Regions from separate parts of the Danio rerio genome. Here region 1 is linked to region 2. The links are chromatin contacts, called in public Micro-C maps. All regions are on one chromosome and are shown on one strand. The core of a region is the stretch at or near the end of the contact, and the rest is flanking DNA. Distances in the headings are between cores, read along the strand shown.

What was found. Hi-C and Micro-C count contacts between places; a contact is called where the count stands out from the background.
Region 1: a contact with region 2 is called in a Micro-C map of caudal fin, with 5 times the contacts expected there. The contact joins the promoter of itpripl2 here to the enhancer-like site in region 2. A contact is called at or near these places in 1 of 18 Hi-C or Micro-C datasets (caudal fin) and 1 of 4 datasets of contacts at active chromatin or transcription factors (caudal fin).

Annotation. Positions count from the first base shown.
Region 1 is chr3:30,029,979-30,033,908 of GRCz12tu, reverse strand. itpripl2 (ITPRIP like 2) reads left to right here and starts at 2,213. Exons shown (of 1, transcript XM_068219060.2): 1 at 2,213-3,930. The coding sequence starts at 2,296. The region is part of intron 1 of LOC141381219 (a long non-coding RNA gene); the gene reads right to left.
Region 2 is chr3:29,887,831-29,891,751 of GRCz12tu, reverse strand. No RefSeq gene overlaps it. Among named protein-coding and RNA genes, the nearest start is that of si:dkey-66i24.9, 8.0 kb to the right of the region's middle. Within about 2 kb of position 2,056, at least 11 of the 62 cell types and tissues checked have an H3K27ac peak or open chromatin away from gene starts, as enhancers often do. A contact at or near this core is called in caudal fin, where this site is marked.

The DNA of each region.
Region 1 (3,930 bases), core at 964-3,463, 140 kb before region 2:
CTGCCTACATCTCTCTGTTGGTTCCCATGACTTAATCTATGAGGCCATGAAGTCAGTCTGGACACTCCTCAGAGGCTGTGAGAGCCTGGATTTCACTAAGTGTGTTTTATATATAGTAGACCGACAGTTTGGGAATTTAGTTTGAAGTTTAAGAGGAAAACAGGCTATTAAAAGTGCTTAAATAATACTCCACATCTTTCCCTTCTCTGCCTTCAGTGTCTTTAATGCTGACTGCACTGGATAAAAGTTCTTGAGAGGCCTGTTTAGTTTGGCAGGTTGTGTTAGGGGGCAGAGCTACTGTAAACTCACATCCAGCGAAGGAGGCTGATGCAATCCCTGTGTAACTACACATACTCCTCAGCTTTCAGCCTGCCATAGACTGCGACCACATGTAACCCTTAACAGACTTTGTGAAGTTTTCTATTTACTCCTTTTCTCTCTTACATCTAAAGTTTTTTATTATTATTATTTCATGTGTTTGCATTGCTTAATATAATGCAGAAGCTGCCACACTATTCTTTCATTGGTAATAAGTCTTTGTGAGAGGAAGCTGACCCATCTGGAAACACTGCATGAGTTGTTCATTGTGAACAGATCACATGTCTTTCAGTCCTAACTGCTTTCCAAACTAAACCTACTTTTAGATTGACTTAAAATAGAGAAAAGATACACAGAATATGTGCATGTTCGCCAGCAGTAAAGATCTGAAGAATAGATTTGCTTCTCTCTTTCTTTGTTAGCATTCTCATAGCTTGCAACAAACAAGTTTTAGTTGTGTGTTTGCTCAGACTTGACGTTATGAATCATGTAATTGTTAGTTTTTTCTCCCCTTAAGACATATGCCAACCACAAGACATTCTTTTAGCAGGAGCAAAGCTGCATTTAACTCTCCTCTCTGGAAATCATTAGTGCTTTATCTGTTGTTTAGTACTGGTTGAGACCCTTCAGACAGCTTCGTATTTTTAGAGTGGGCAGCACCGATCAAAATAGCACAGAGAGTTTGATAAGAAGGTACTTGGACAGAAATGTAGCGGTAATTGTCTCATGTCCGTTGCTGTTTCAAGTTTACTTCCTTCCTCATACATCTGCTTCATCCCAACAGAGCAGTTATATTGTTATCTAAACAGTTCAGTCAGCCATGTTTAGTGAGCATTCTCTATGTTTATCCTCTGAGGGGTCATATGGGTTTCTGAGACTTAGCCAGGTGTTGCTGTGGGTCCGTAGGTGTCCTTACCTTCATGGCCATGGCGTTTGTTTTGAAAAAAAAAATCTAAGGGATGTGGCAGAGGCATGTGCTGGGTAGGAAAACTGTTTCTTTCTGTTTGGTCTGTCTGAAATAAAGTGAAGAGAGAACTGACTTTCTGTACTCTTTACACAGGACTACATGTGTTTTGAATAGATATGATTGGGATATGAATAGAGTGATTAATTTTATTTGACTAAGCTTTGAATAATTCTTTTAAATACCTTGTGTTTATGAAGCAAGATAATATTAATAGGCTATGTTCAAACAGTAGTCTGTGGGCTGAATGAGAGATGACAGTGGTTTCTTGTTCAGTGTCACGAGGTCGTGGGTGACAGTGGGAGGGCTCACACCGAGGTTAGGGGTCAGTAACGGATCAACAAAGATACAGAGATCTTTCTGTGACGCTCCCTTAACAGAGGGTTGTGTCAAATATTTAGCGTGTGTGTGTGTGTGTGTGTGTGTGTGTGCGTGTGTGTGTGTGTGTGTGTGTGTGTGTGTGTTCAGTGTTTCTCTAAACATTCTCAATCTCTTCTCTGTAGCTTACAGTGGCCACACCCCTGTACTGATGACATCATCTTTTATAAATTATTCTTGGCATTTTTTGAACACAGTTGTGATTATTTGAATGCAAAACATGTGCGTCTTTGTTCTACAGAGGAAAAAAGGAAATCATACAAATTTGTGTTGACATGAGGGTAGACTTTTTGATGAACTGTGGTTAGTTGTTGTACCTTTTACTATTACCATTTACTAACATTTAAAATGTTCATCATATTGTGTTCTTTTTGTTATTCATGCAGTTAGTATAAGTAGTTATGTTGTGTAAATCTTTATGCAGCTCATTTTGTCAGTAAGCACTTCCCTTTCTGAGATCTGTTTCTTTAAGAGAAGAGGGAGGAGGAGGGTGGACCGGCTCTGGGTTTTGAACGCCCCTTTTTTAAACAGAAATTCCTCTCTCAAGAGTTTGGCATTTCCTCTGAGCTCACACACCGAGAGCCCGCGCTCCTGTTGCACACAGTGACAAAAGGGGGGATTTTCAAACATCCTGAATGAGAGGACTGCTTTTGCCCTCGGCACATGCCGCATCTGTAAAGGAACCCAACAGGGTGAACTTTTCCTTACACGACAACTTTTGTTCAAAGTGGTGGAAAGAACATCAGCTGGGCCTCATTTTCAGCATCTGGACGAGTGGATCGGCATGGGCTAGCCCCGACCATTCCTATAGAGCTGAAGTGGACTGGAGAAGGAGCAGGAGGAGGATGAGTGTTTACACCCTCAACCTCAGGTTTTTCTGGCCTTTGGTCACTTGCATCCTCACTGCTCTGCTGCTACTGCATCAGTACATCTTTAGAGGATTGGAGGACCAAGGAAGCGACTGTGCTGACCAGGGACCAGGAGTTGTTACACTTTTCAAGTACATTCTGGCATTTATTCTGTGTTACTTCTTTATAAGGTACTGCTCAGGTCAGCCTGGCTCTGTAAGAAGGGGTTTCCACAAAGTCCTAGAGGTGCATGGAAAGTCGGGAGTCTCCAAGCGAGAGCTACTGGACGATCACTATGAGAGGCATGTGCGCCTCTCTCCACATGTTCTAGGCCACAGCAAAGCCCATGTTGCCAAATTGGTCAGTGAACTTGTCAGGGTGGGCCGTACTGATGTCCCACCAGAGTCTTCTCTAGCCTTCAGGGGAGACTTCATCCAGATTGGCAGCTCCTATGAGGAGCACAAGGTGGGCTCACCTGATTGCTTTGACATCCTCGTACCTCTGCGAGCTCCTCGTGGGCTGAAACTGGAGACAAGCGCTTGCACTGACAAACATAGAGGACCACCGCTGTGCACACTGAACACACCTCGCAAGGCAGAGTGGACACGCCGTCACAAGGCCTTTACTGACACATTCATGCACAGTTCTCAAAATGTCTATAAGATGAGTCCAGATTCTGTCCAGCGCTGGTTTTACACAGCCACTCAGCGCTGCCTTGCTGCCGTACGTTACCCTTTTGACCAGCGCTGCTCCCTCAGTCTCTCTCTCAGTGAAGAGCAGCAGGTTCTCCTCCGTATGACCCCCCGCTCTGATTACGTCTGCTGTCACATATCTATGGGCATTCGGCTGATCCCAGCATTTCCTCTCAGTGATGGAGGATTTTTGGTGGCATCTCAGCAAGGAAAGGACCTTTGGACTGTGTATTTTCCTAGACAGGAGCAGAGACTGCTGACATGCCTGAAAGGTAGACTGCCTTCCAACTCCTGCCATCTGAAGTGCCTTCAACTCCTAAAGGAGATCCGTAACCTCAGTGGAGAGGTGCTGGACCAGCAGTCTGGAGCAGAATGGGGAAGGGTGCTTTCGTCTTATGCTCTGAAGACCGCATGGATTCGTCTGCTGCTCAGTACACCCCCTGAGGCCTGGGACGAGTGCAACCTTGTGGACCGGTTAGATGATCTTCTCCGCAGTCTAAGGGACAGCCTACAGTCTCGGGCTCTCTGCCATTTACTCCTCGGAGGTGTTAATGGCCTTTTGCCAGACTCTGTTGCTCTGCCCAAGCTTGTTAAGGAGATGGTACCCTCAAACCTGTGGGCAGAATTCAGTGACGTCACCCTCGATATGGTCTCCGCCCGACTGACCTACTCCTGGAACCACCTCCCTCGCCTTATTCGCCTCGGGCGACCACAGAGGACCAGCCTTGGC
Region 2 (3,921 bases), core at 807-3,306:
TACCCACATTTAAATTAAGTGTAAGTGAAATGTTAAGAACGGTAAGGACATACATGGCACTACACTTACTGGGGGTGTAAATTACAATGGTACTTGATTTCAAATGTTAGTCCTTGAATCTGCCCTTCATGAAAGTGGGAACCCTTTGAAGAACACAAGAGTTCAAGATGTTTCCCTGGCCTCCAAATTCACCAGATCTCACTCCAATTGAGAATCTGTGTGTGGGGTTTATTAACCCAACAAATCAACCTCAAAAATGTTCACCTCAATACTCGCAGAACTTGAAGGATCTGCTGTCAGTTTCTTGGTGCCAACTATGAAAGGACTATCTTCAGGGGTCTTGCCGGTGTTTGGGACTGTTTTAGAAACTTATAGAGGACCAACATCATATTAGGTATGTGGTCATATGTTGTGGCTCATTCGGTGTATAAATCATACTAAAATAAATAAAAATAACCCAAATTTAATTTTTATATAATTTATAGAAATGTAACAAACCAATTATTTGCTCATGCTTATTTTAAATGTTTTTTTTTTTTCTCCACAGAGACCTAATTTTGAAGGTTTGTTCGTAATATTTGACTGCTAACCAGCATAATAGAGAACATTTATTAACTGTTTACTGGTCTCATGTTGCAGTTGAGCAGTTTAGTACAAACGTAACGAGTCGTGATGTGTCTCCCAACGTCGAGCTTCCCACAAAACACTCTCGCCAGACTGTCTTCTGGGTCTCCCAGGCCCAGCTGCAGCCTCCTCCTGTCCTGTAGCCCAAAATAGCAAAATGGTTCTTTGCATGGACACTTACGAGAGTGGCTGGCAATACTGCACCACACAAACATCATCTGCTTCTATGGAAGTGTTAGTAGCTGAAAGCCTCTTTGTGTGCATATCATTTGCAGTGAACTGAAGTACCTGTGATAATGTTATGGCTGTGCCAATAGACTGGCCGTCCACTGGTGTCTTCATTTGTTTGGTATCTGCTGCAGTGTGCTGTGTGATATGTGCTCTGGTATGGTGTGGGCTCAGTGGGGTTGGTGACTTCTTTCATCACAAAGCCCTGGCGGTTCTGTCTTCTGTTCCGTAGCCCTGCTTGATGTAGGACGTAATGCTGTGTACAACACAAAAATAATTCTGTTAAGCAGTCAATTTGTTTTAAGGCAGCTTTAAAGGTGAAGTATGTGCAGTGTGTGCTACTAATGCCACCTAGAGGAAATACAGAATACTTTTTCCACTTGAACCAGAAGTTGCTACAGACTTGACTGCAGTATTGTGACATATTTCTAACTGAAACTGATTATTGGATTAGGGACAGGGTTTTATTTCAGTGCTCCTCCTCTCCATCTTACAGTTTTACCAAACTATTGGTGGATTGATAGTTGCAACCAAATCACCCAAAACTATATTATCAGATAATTCCATTGAGGAGCAGATGCAAATTGGCTCGTTTTAGTTGCAGACCAACAATTCTTTGTTTTACCAGTGAATTAACTTGCATGAACTGCTGAAATCATTATAATTTACTCAATCCTTTTCCTTTTTCCAAACCTATTACACTGTCTTTTCTCAAATATGAAAGAAGATATTTTGAAGAATGCTGCAAACCTGTAAGCATTAATGTTTATCCTATTTGTTTTTCCCATTCAATGGTTACAGGTTTTTAGCCTTCCTCAAAATCTTTCTTGTTTAAGAGAAGGAAGGTTTGAAACAAATTGAAAGTGTGTGATTTTTTATATTTAGTAAATTATCTTTTTAAGTGTAGCAGTGTTGGCTAAAAAAAATAAAGTGTCCATATTGATTTCAAGATGACTTAAGTATATTCCTATCATCCAATATTTTACTATTTTATATGGAACATAACATCATTTGGAAAATCTGTCGGGAAGCGTTTGATTTAAACATTACCATCAAATTCATCACTATGGCACCGCGAGTGTTTATCCTTGCTTTACTCTGTTGTCAATCTCTGTATTTTGAAAAGCCTTCAATTTTTTTTGGCTTGCGCTTTAACTCGTATTGATTGCATCACTCGTATTTCACAACTAAACCCCTTCTGGCTCAGCCAGCTTCAGTACATTAGCCACGCCCCAAACTGTCACAACTGGTTGAATTGAAAAATGACCAAGAGATTAGAGCTGATTGTTATCAATGTTTTGATGAGGGTCAATGTTTAATACCTTTTAGAAAATAAATTAAAAGAAGGTACAGGCTGACCATGCAGATGCTGGCAATTTATGTCCACATGGAAACTGCGCATGGAAAAATCCACATTTTTTTATATCAACATTCATTTTCTTTATGTACTTTTTATATGTGTAAATGTAAATGTAGGTTTTATATTAATTGCAGTATTATTAAATGTCTTTAGTGGATGTATTATATAAGAGTGATTGTAGTTTTGTTTACCAACCAAGTCATTCTAACTGGATTTGGCCCTAAAACTTTCCTTGATCATAAACCTATATATATATATATATATATATATATATATATATATATATATATATATATATATATATATATATATATATATATATATATATTTATTTATTTATTTATTTTTTATTTTTTTATGAGTTAGGTTTTAAGCTCATACACTCTTAAAATTATTCTGCATAATTCTGCAGATTGTTACAAAATTCTGTGCAGGAATGGCAAAAAAGGTCTGTAGATTCTGTCCTTAGTAATATGTAAAAACTTTTACTGAAGTGATAACATTTTATTTACATCATGGGAGCAGCAGCTAAAAATTAGGGTTCGTTAACAATTTTTCCAAGATGCCTGAACAATGGTTATCACTTCCATTGGTTTCCTTTGCGTTGAAATTAAACTTTACTTGCATGATGGATTTCAATAAAATTTTTAGATATTAAACATGGCATATTTACACTCTCAGTAGGTTCTAGTTTGAGATGTGCTTTGAGTAAACACTTACTGGTATGATCTCTTTGGGCCATATTCATCTCTGGAGTGTGTCTGTCCTTGTGTCACAGGGATGTTTTTGAGGTCCAGCTTTCCATTATGCTGAGAGGGATAACATGGATTTCGGTGTGGAAAGATCAGTGCTTGACCATCATGTCCTCTTCTAGAAAAACTCTTGAAGGAGGAGAATTAACACAGAAGGTACTGTGACCAAAATTATACATTTAGTGTAAATATTCAATAGGCTTTTTAATTTATGTAAATCTATTACTGTAGGTCACCCCCAAAAGTACTATTTTCCTTACATAAACCAATCCTGAGAATACAACCAGACAGAAAATCAACCAGATAAAAAATCAGACAAAATAAAAGTACAAAACTACATAGTTGATGGCTTTAATGAGATAAAGAAGTACAAATACTCTGAGGCATTCTACAAAAACAACAGAAAAATATCCATTTTAAAATTCTGTTGACTTATCAGCAGAAACGACGATATTTCACATCATTACCGTTACACCATTAGTAATGCCTCATGAGAGTTAGCCGTTTAATTTTGGTGTATTTTGCTAACTGCCATGGGCGTACATTCCGGGGGGGGGACATGTCCCCTCCCGTCCGAGGGTTGTCCCCCCCCTCCAAAAAAAATAATAAAATAAAAACTCTCAATTGTGAAAAATAAATGTGTATATATAGCTAAAATATTTGTCTAAGTAGAAAGAAAACCGCATTTATCATTTAAAATGCATTTAGAAACAATTGAGTTCCCCCTCCCCTACCTCAGAGTGGTTCGGTCCACTGAATGTCAGGTGTGTGGCTGCAGCTGCGGATTTTATTCACCTTAAATAAAGCGATTCTCCTCGATGTAGTTAATACAGACTCATGCACTGTTTCATTTGTGACGACTTGGCATAATGTTAACTTAACATTAACGACCACAATTAGCAGAATATTTAGTTGTGTATTTGCTAAATGAGCACTGTGCTACACTGAGCACACTAA